Regions from separate parts of the Mus musculus genome. Here all the other regions are linked to region 2. The links are chromatin contacts, called in public Hi-C maps. All regions are on one chromosome and are shown on one strand. The core of a region is the stretch at or near the end of the contact, and the rest is flanking DNA. Distances in the headings are between cores, read along the strand shown.

Evidence for each region. Hi-C and Micro-C count contacts between places; a contact is called where the count stands out from the background.
Region 1: a Hi-C map of Th1 cells shows a contact between it and region 2, with 2.5 times the contacts expected there. The contact joins two enhancer-like sites. A contact is called at or near these places in 2 of 484 Hi-C or Micro-C datasets (ECoMG-derived neutrophils and Th1 cells), 3 of 115 datasets of contacts at active chromatin or transcription factors (Th17 cells, regulatory T cell precursor and thymic regulatory T cells) and 1 of 9 other capture datasets (liver).
Region 3: a Hi-C map of liver shows a contact between it and region 2, with 2.6 times the contacts expected there. The contact joins two enhancer-like sites. A contact is called at or near these places in 3 of 484 Hi-C or Micro-C datasets (CD4 T cells, the HL-1 cell line and liver).

The regions. Positions count from the first base shown.
Region 1 is chr3:115,952,098-115,954,826 of GRCm38.p6, reverse strand. Slc30a7 (solute carrier family 30 (zinc transporter), member 7) reads left to right here. Exons shown (of 11, transcript NM_023214.7): 10 at 626-775. Among named protein-coding and RNA genes, the nearest start is that of Mir669n, 26 kb to the left of the region's middle. Within about 2 kb of position 1,331, at least 29 of the 459 cell types and tissues checked have an H3K27ac peak or open chromatin away from gene starts, as enhancers often do. A contact at or near this core is called in Th1 cells and Th17 cells, where this site is marked.
Region 2 is chr3:115,792,031-115,794,936 of GRCm38.p6, reverse strand. No RefSeq gene overlaps it. Among named protein-coding and RNA genes, the nearest start is that of S1pr1, 78 kb to the right of the region's middle. Within about 2 kb of position 1,391, at least 63 of the 459 cell types and tissues checked have an H3K27ac peak or open chromatin away from gene starts, as enhancers often do. A contact at or near this core is called in Th1 cells, Th17 cells and liver, where this site is marked.
Region 3 is chr3:115,614,549-115,617,470 of GRCm38.p6, reverse strand. No RefSeq gene overlaps it. Among named protein-coding and RNA genes, the nearest start is that of Gm40124, 26 kb to the left of the region's middle. Within about 2 kb of position 1,265, at least 6 of the 459 cell types and tissues checked have an H3K27ac peak or open chromatin away from gene starts, as enhancers often do. A contact at or near this core is called in liver, where this site is marked.

The sequences.
Region 1 (2,729 bases), core at 82-2,581, 160 kb before region 2:
GGCAGAGGACATGTCTGTTCTTTTCAGCTCTGTGTTCACCTCCAGACCCAGAGCACAGGGCAAAGAGCCAGAAACAGAGTTTGTGGAGCTGAAAAATAACTATTTCTTCCATTTACAAAATCCATTTTGGGTTTGTATTCAAAATTGTGTCTTTATGATAGATAGATAGATAGATAGATAGATAGATAGATAGATAGATAGATAGATAGATAGACAGACAGGTAGATAGACAGATAGACAGACAGACAGACAGATCAAACGTCCCTCTAGCCTCTTAATCTTTTCTCCAGGAGCCTTTTCTGTATAACGAGTTCTCTCATTCCCAAGCATGTGTTGATTTCCGTCCTTTACCTCCGCTCACTTCTGTGGCCTGGTTTATCCTCTTTTCTAGCTCCATTGCTTGCCTGCACTGCTCTGACTGATGTGTTAAAATTAGAACTTCCGATAAGTGTTCATTCATTCTCTGACCCTAACCTGTCTCAGGGTCACCTGGAACACACTGAGTACTCCATAGGCATTTGTCCTTCTAAGTAGGTGGTCGAGTCCACCTTTCTGTCTCCCGTCATAATCGTATTTGGGTGGGAGGCGGCTTGTTCTCCATGCTGACGTCTGCCTGGTGTTTCAGGTGCAACAGTTACAAGGAGTTTACAACTTGCAAGAACAGCACTTCTGGACACTCTGTTCTGATGTTTACGTGGGAACCTTGAAGCTCGTGGTAGCCCCTGATGCTGACGCCAGGTGGATCTTAAGCCAAACGCATAATATTTTTACTCAGGTATGACTTGTTAGAAATCTCTTTTAGGAAACGTATATTTCCTTGTATCTTGCTAGCTTTAAAAATCCTATAACTAACATATCAAATATAGAAGCTACTAAAGTAAAGGAGGAAATGCTCTCAGTCAGAGTCAAGCTTAGACTTGATCTAGGGCCTTCTATTTTAGTTAGTATTGTTGGCTGGAGTCTAAACATTCCTCTAAGCAGAGTTACTTTTCTGTTACGAATGTCACTACGTACATATTTCTCTTTCTCTGCCTTCACATCTTCAGACATGAATAGAATACGCACTCTAGTTAAGTTCAAGGCATTACATAAATGAGAGATTCTGCCTCCTGATGAGAGACACACATGCTTAGGTTGCTTATGAATGAATTACTGACAGATATAATGTTAATTAGGTTTTACATAATCCTAATCTTTGATGCAGTTAATACTGTGCGCTGATTCTACTTGTCTGGAATTTTAGCAGCTTTCTGAGAAGACACAGTATATAAATGTGACTCATCTATATAAATGTGTATCACCGTGGCTTTCATAATGAAACCTTGGAGGCCCAGGCAGTATGTCTAAATTCTTCTCATACGGACTCCATGTTTCAGGGCCAAGGAGAACAATGTGGCAGTAACCTGCAGGCTGCCTTCTCCAGACTACCACCCTCCCTCATCCTGTGGCTTCTAGTGCTGCTGCTGCCCTCGAAGTGGGGCTTCTGTGGGTCTCCTGTGGGCCTCCTGGGACTTCTGTGGGTCTCCTGGGCTTTCTGTATGCCTCCTGTGGGTCTTCTGGGCCTCCTGTGGGCCTCCTATGAGCCTCCTGTGGGCCTCCTCTGGGCCTCCTGGGACTCCTGAGCACCCTGATGCTAATGGCTTTGCCACTCAGGCAGTGTTCCCAGTGAAAAGGAATGTGCTTCCTACTCTGTGACCTGTGCTAGCAGCCACTGTCTGTCCGGGCTGCTTGGACTGTAATCTCGGACCACAGGGAGGCCTCCTGAGGCACAAACCTGGATTTTAGAAACAGGAAATATTAAAGTTCCTTCAGCTGCCTCGTCTGTTTCAGAAACTGTATTTGGGCATTGAATATTTTCAGCCTTTTTTATCAGCTAAGGTCCTGACTAGTTGATTCCATTCCCTGTAGCTACCAGAGAGTCCTTTGAGGCTAGCTGTGAGAATACTCAAACGCATTCCCCACCACACACAGGAGAGCAAGGGGGCAGGGTCACATCTCTAAAATAACTTTTATTCCTATGCCTAATGATTTTAATCTATTTTAGTTCTCACATACTAGAATAGGACAGTTAAATAATTTATTTCTTTTTCTGCAATGTTCTTGTTGCATGAGTAAATATCAGGGGTTTCTGTAACAAATTTCATTTCATGAAATGTAAATTGTTAAATTACTTCGTATTTTAAGTTACATCTTACTCATAACTCTCATTTGTCAAATTGAAACCTCTCACTTACTGTTTTTTGTTTTGTTTTGGAGGGGAAAATAATCGTGACCCTCAGGTCAGTGAAATGTCTCAGCAGGTAAAGTGCCTTGCTGCCTGGCCTGGGGACCTGACCTCAGGGACAGGAAGAGAGAATTGACTCCTGACCTCCCCAAGCAACCACACAAAATGAACAGATACAGAAGTAACTAGATCAGATTTTTAAATACACCGATGCTTTCTCGTATTGAAAGTTTCTGGTCTTGGTTCTAAAGCAGGAGAACTTGCTGCTGAGTCTCTCCTGCATTTGTTGAACTTTGCTTGTCTCCCTTACAGCTGACCCTAAGAGTGGAAGAGATGGGCTTTGAATTGAAAGAAATGGAAATCAGAAAGTTGTACGGTTCTATTATTTAGTACTCGGATGCTAAGTCTGTGGTGACTTTAGAACTCTGGGGCATCATCATCCTCGGTAATTCCATTTTCCAGGTCACTCATTTCTTTCAAGGAGCTAAAGAAATGGGCTTGTGTA
Region 2 (2,906 bases), core at 142-2,641:
GGGTTATAAGACCTCAGTGGCACCAGACACATCTGTTGGAAGTATCTCACTGAGTGTATGACTTTGAGGGTTATAGTTTGACCCTCCACTTAGCCACCTCTCTACTTTCTGATCTGCTAGATGTGAGAAGCCCCAACTATAGGAGCAAATCACCATATATCCCCTGACACCGTCTCTGCCTTAATGGACCTCTTACCAGTGCCAACAATGAAACAAATAGGGTTGGATTTTCCTCATTAAAAAAAAAATAAATGCAGAATTGCCATGTAATCTTGCAATTCCACCTTTAGGTCAATACTTAAGACTTTTAAAGTGGGTGTTAGAATTCATGGTAACATCAATCAGCACAGCCAAAAGGAGGAAGAAAGCAAATATGTACCAGCAGAGGAATGTGCCAACAAAACGTGGTATCATATGTGGCAGGATGTCATTCAGCTTGAACAAGGAATGAAATTCTGTCATGTTCTGTGGTGTGGATGAACCTCGAGTACAGACAAAGCATGATAAAGTTACCCTAAGTGCTGTGACTGGACACTAAGGGACAAATAGAGCTGGTGCTGCTTACATAAGATACTTAGAACCTTCAGATCCATTCAGATCAGAAAGGAAAAGGTAGCTGCTGGGAGCGGGAGGAGGGGCTAGCAGCTCATCATTGTCTCTTGAGTGGCATTCCAACATAAAATTGTTAAAAGAAAAATTTCTGGAGAATATAGTGGTGGTGTTTGCACAGCAGTGTGAAAGCACTTAGCAACACTCAACTTTACACTTAAAATAATGAAGATAGTAACTATATGGCATGTATTATTATTGTTGTGTTGTTGTTGTTGTTGCTGTTGTAAAAGTGTTCATATTATTTGGAGTGCCAGAAGAAATGTCTTAAATGATTGGAGAGAGTGTGACCAGACTGAAGACCGAAGAGATAGCATGGGTTGGTTCTAAAAAGCAGAGGGGGACTATCTCTGACACTCCCCAGTGGAAAGCCACAGGGGAAGTCTCTATCCCTCCAGCACATCTGGCTTCTAGTGACGGCAAACATGAATGGAGAGTCCTCCACATGTGCATCTCCTCAGACTCTCAGCAGGAGGTGTGCATTGCCTGTCTTGAACAAGCCCTCGTCTGCCTGTGTTAAGGAAGAGTGTGCTGGGTAACAGGTCACAACCACACACAAGCAACAGAGAAAGAACGTTGAAAAGGCAAAGCAATCCAGACTCCAAAAGTCGAGCACGTGAGAGAAAAAGTACTCTGGATTAGAACAAAGCTTTCGGGGGCTCTAGCAGGGAAATGTGTGATCGGTGGTAGGAGCCAAAATAAACAGAGCAGGCCAGCTCAAAACTGCTTATCTGTGTGGTTTCCAGAGTGTCAATAGACATAGAGAGTTGGCTGACGATGACACCAAAAGCCATTAAAGGCATGGAAGTCAAAACAAAAGTCAGGGACTGTGAGCCTCTGCCAGGCTTCCTCTACAGAGTCTCCGTTTTGAAGAAGTGGGCAGGAGGTGGCAGTCACGTTCCCCCACAACACACATATGAGCGCAGGCACATCCACATCCACATCCACACACACACACACACACACACACACACACACACACACACACACACACAGATTTTTTTTGAGCCCTAGGAAATATAATTTAAATTGACAATGAATACTACCCATGAAGGAGATGACTTCCTTCTTTTAATATATATTTTATTTAGTGAATAATTGTATACCCAGTTAAAATGGAAACTTCTTTCTAAACTGGCTTGCATTTGGGGGTGGGGAAAGGGTCGTAAATATGTATTCTTTGAGATTTTTTTCCTTCTTATTAAATCCAGGCAGCTTTAGCTCTGTGAATGCCACTAGGCTACGGTGGTAGATGGATCTGTATGGCAAGTTATATCAGCCTGTGGGCATGAGTGTGCCTCAGGAATTAGAAGTTCTCATAGCAGCCATGTTATGGGGTAATTTAGGGTAGGGGGTGAGGACAGAGAGCAAGAAGTAAATTCCATACACTGATCATTCATGCAGTTCACTGGATACAGATGCAAGATACTGGATGTTCACATCTGTTGAGTCCTTTCTCCAATATCTCAGTGCCAGTACATAGCAGAGCATAGGCTGCTGATAACAGAGCGTAGGCTGCCATCAGGCTAAAGTCCATGGTGTCACCCCCCCTCCCCCCGTGTCACCTCCGGGTTAGGTTACATTAGTTAAAAGGGCAAGGTTCTGCATTCTCTGTCCCTGTATCTGAACTTCTCCCATTATGCTCTAGAGCAAAGACTCCTCCCCCTCCTCCCCCTCCTCCCCCTCCTCCTCCTTCTGCTCCTCGCCCCTCTCCTGGGAACCAAGACCCGTGACTGCTACAATTAGTAATAAGACTTCACCACTATATCGCCGTTACCAAGCATGATAATTGATTAAATTCAATTGTTGATGACTAGAACTCACCTAAAACTTCTGTAAGCCTTATTTCATTTAATATTTTCAGTGGTGTTGAAAGTATATGCTGTGTTGTTAGGTAGTAGTGGTGCACTCCTTTAATTCAGTAATTGGGAGGCAGAGGCAGGTGCATCTCAGGAGTTCTAGACCAGCCAGTTTTATAGAGTGAGTTCCAGGACAGTCAGGGCTATACAGAGAAACCCTGTCTGGGAAACAAAACAAGGAGGAGGAGGAGGAGGAGGAGGAGGAGGAGGAGGAGGAGGAGGAGGAGGAAGAAGAAGAAGAAGAAGAAGAAGAAGAAGAAGAAGAAGAAGAAGAAGAAGAAGAAGAAGAAGAAGAAGAAGAAGAAGAAGAAAAGACAGAAACTTCCTCTTAAATTAATTATTTTGGCTACAGTGAGCCCAAATTTGAATTCTCTACTTAACTGAGCAGTGGTGACATACACCTTTAATCCCAGAACCAGGAAAGCAGAAGCAGATCTA
Region 3 (2,922 bases), core at 16-2,515, 180 kb after region 2:
ACAGGACAGATACAACACAGAGATAAACTGCTCCTTACCAGAGGCACAAAAGCTGATTCAGGAAGAGGCTTATTTTTCTATAAAAAATAATGTAAATGATGGTATGCCGATGTGGGAATTCACTGCTTATTTCTTTTTCATAATTATTTGGTGTAATTTTTCAATCATAGGCATTAGGGAATAAAATATCATTTCTCAGCTCTTTAGGTTTTCTTCTTGCTCCTTCCTCTTCCAAAATTCACTTAAAAGCTCACAACATCCTCACATTTCATTTTGATCCTAACAGCTTCATTAACAGTTTCTTTTAGTTGAATATTCTCGAACATAACCTTTTGCGTGGAGCTGAGCTATTGCTTAGCTCCCCAGAATTAACCTTTCTAACAAAATATTTATACATTTTCAAAGAGAGTACAGAGAAACAGAGGTGTGTTTAAAATTTGAGAAATTGGATGTGTTGGATGATAAAATATATTTAAAATTATTAACATCATTTCGCACATTGAACCACATAACTTAATTAAAAACAATTGTGCATATGGGGACAGAACACAGGAGTCAGAAAATTTGAAATATATGACACTTTCATTTTTTTTGTATTAGTGAATTCTCCTTAATTTTCTATAATCAGTGATCCTGCCTAGAATTTTTAATAACATTAGTATCCATAAACTGCCACAAATTACAATTTAGTCAAATTACTATTTTCAGTTTGAATGCTGAGCAATTAGTAAATTCTATTCAAGGGTGAGCCATTCTGTTTCTAAGACAACACAGAATTGGACTTTAAAATTACTATTTATCCTTTCACAGTTACACACACACACACACACACACACACACACACACACACACACTGTACTTTGATCACACCCCTACTATCTTCTTTTAATCCATTCCACATCTGCTTCCCAATAAACTTCCCTCCTACTTGCATATCTGTTTACATTTTAAAACTCCATACCATTTAATTAGGGTTGCTTGCATGACGGGGTGGGTGTTTGAGCAATGGCAATTTACCAGAGCTATACACTGAGGAATATGGCTAGCTTTTCTCCAGCAACTGCCTATAAGAGGGGGTGGGACCTCATGAGCCCTTTCCCCATTCATAATGGACTACTGAGGGGTAAGTTTGTGTAGGCCTTGGGCAGTTACAATTTTGGCTACAACAGCTCTGTCATTTCCAGAAGACATCATTTGACAGCTCTCCTCATTCTTTGACTCGGCCCCCTTTCTGCAACATTCCCTGCATCCTGGAGGGGGCGACACAGGTCTGTCTTTTAGGGTTGCCTTTCTTATTCTCAGCACTGACCTACTGTGAGTGTCTGTGCTAACACTGCCCCATGCAGCGGCTTCTCTGAGAAAGGCCGAGAGCAGCACTGATCTCTGGGTGTAAACACGAAGATTTTGAAGGCAGTTTGACACTGCCGACCTTTAAAATCATTGATCCAGTTGTTCTGGCTACTGTAATGGTGAAAGTAGATTGAGAGATGATGATGGATGCTATTTGGAACGCTCTCATTACATTGGTCTTGTTCCAGGGGAGGCGGTATGAAATCGCTAAGGTTTTTTTTTTTTTTTCAAACCAAGGAGACTGTCTTTACATAGAAAACATTTTAATTTCGGTGTAATTTCCTTTCTGAATTTCAGAATCTGAAAAGCAGTCTGAGAAATAGGCCGCAGGGAGCTGAAATGTTCTATGTCTCAAGTACGTTTTAACAATTTCTATACAGTTTCCTTTTAAAAAAAAATCACCCAACTGCAAAAAAACCGATTACTCAAGGAGACACCCGATTTCATCTCCTTTCTGCTCTTGACAGACCATGCAATGTATTTCCAAAGAGTTCATCAGTTTGTGCTCGCTCGTTTTTTTTCTTGAAGGCTCTCTCAGGCATCCTACATTTTACAGCAAGTAAAGGGATGGGTCCTTCCATGCTTGTCTGTGTCGTGTTACGCTGACATGAGCGATTGTTTCCGATTAGTTATTGCATTACATGGTCATTGCGTTTCCTCTTTCCTAGACTGGCCTCAAACTTGAGGTCCTCCTGCCTCAGCTTGGAGAGTTTGGCTACAGCCCACCCCAAGCCTTCCTCCTCTATTGCTCCCCATTGACAACGCGTACATCACACAATACCTGAGAAGTTCCTTGGGACAGTGAAGAGCAGTGCAGCTCACATTAGTCTAGGATAGCTCACTCGGTAGCAATACAGCTTTGTGGCATTCAGGACCGATGCGTGCACCAAGATAAAGATGGGGTATCTGACCAGAGTACTTCTTTGCTTTTACCAACCTATAAATTTATGTTAAAAAACCATCTTGCTGGAATGAGTGAAATCATAATTGGATATCAATGAGTTATGATCTATAGAAGAATACAGATTTGTAAAACTGATACTTTTTCTCTAAAGGCTGGGCTAGCTTTTGAGGTTGAGGATAAGTACACTTACGACCATTTTCTTTTAACCCTGAAATCATCTTCTGAGGCTAAGCCTGCACCTGCGACCGTGTTAGGTGTTTTGGATCTAAGTCTCATCCCTCAAGGGACTCACTGCCTCCTGAGGAAGAAAGACAAATAGACAGCCATATGACAGTGTGATAACTGCTGCGATGCGTTGGACCACAGAATGCTTTAGGGACTGAGGAAGAAAATACCAGACTATAGAAAAAAGAGAGACTCATCAGATTTTCAAGGAGCAGAGGACATGATATTAAACCTTCTCCTGGAAGGGCAAGTCGGAGCTGCAAATAGAGAAACAAGAGGAAGAGATTCAAGGTTTAAGGGAAGCGTACACCAGGGCATAGTAACATGCGCATTTGGAGAAGGATAAATCACAGCAGATGACTTCGGCTTGAAATGCCTCCAGAGCTTACAGACAGAACAGGCCATCACCATGTAAACTTCATGGAGAAGAGAGGTTTGATTCA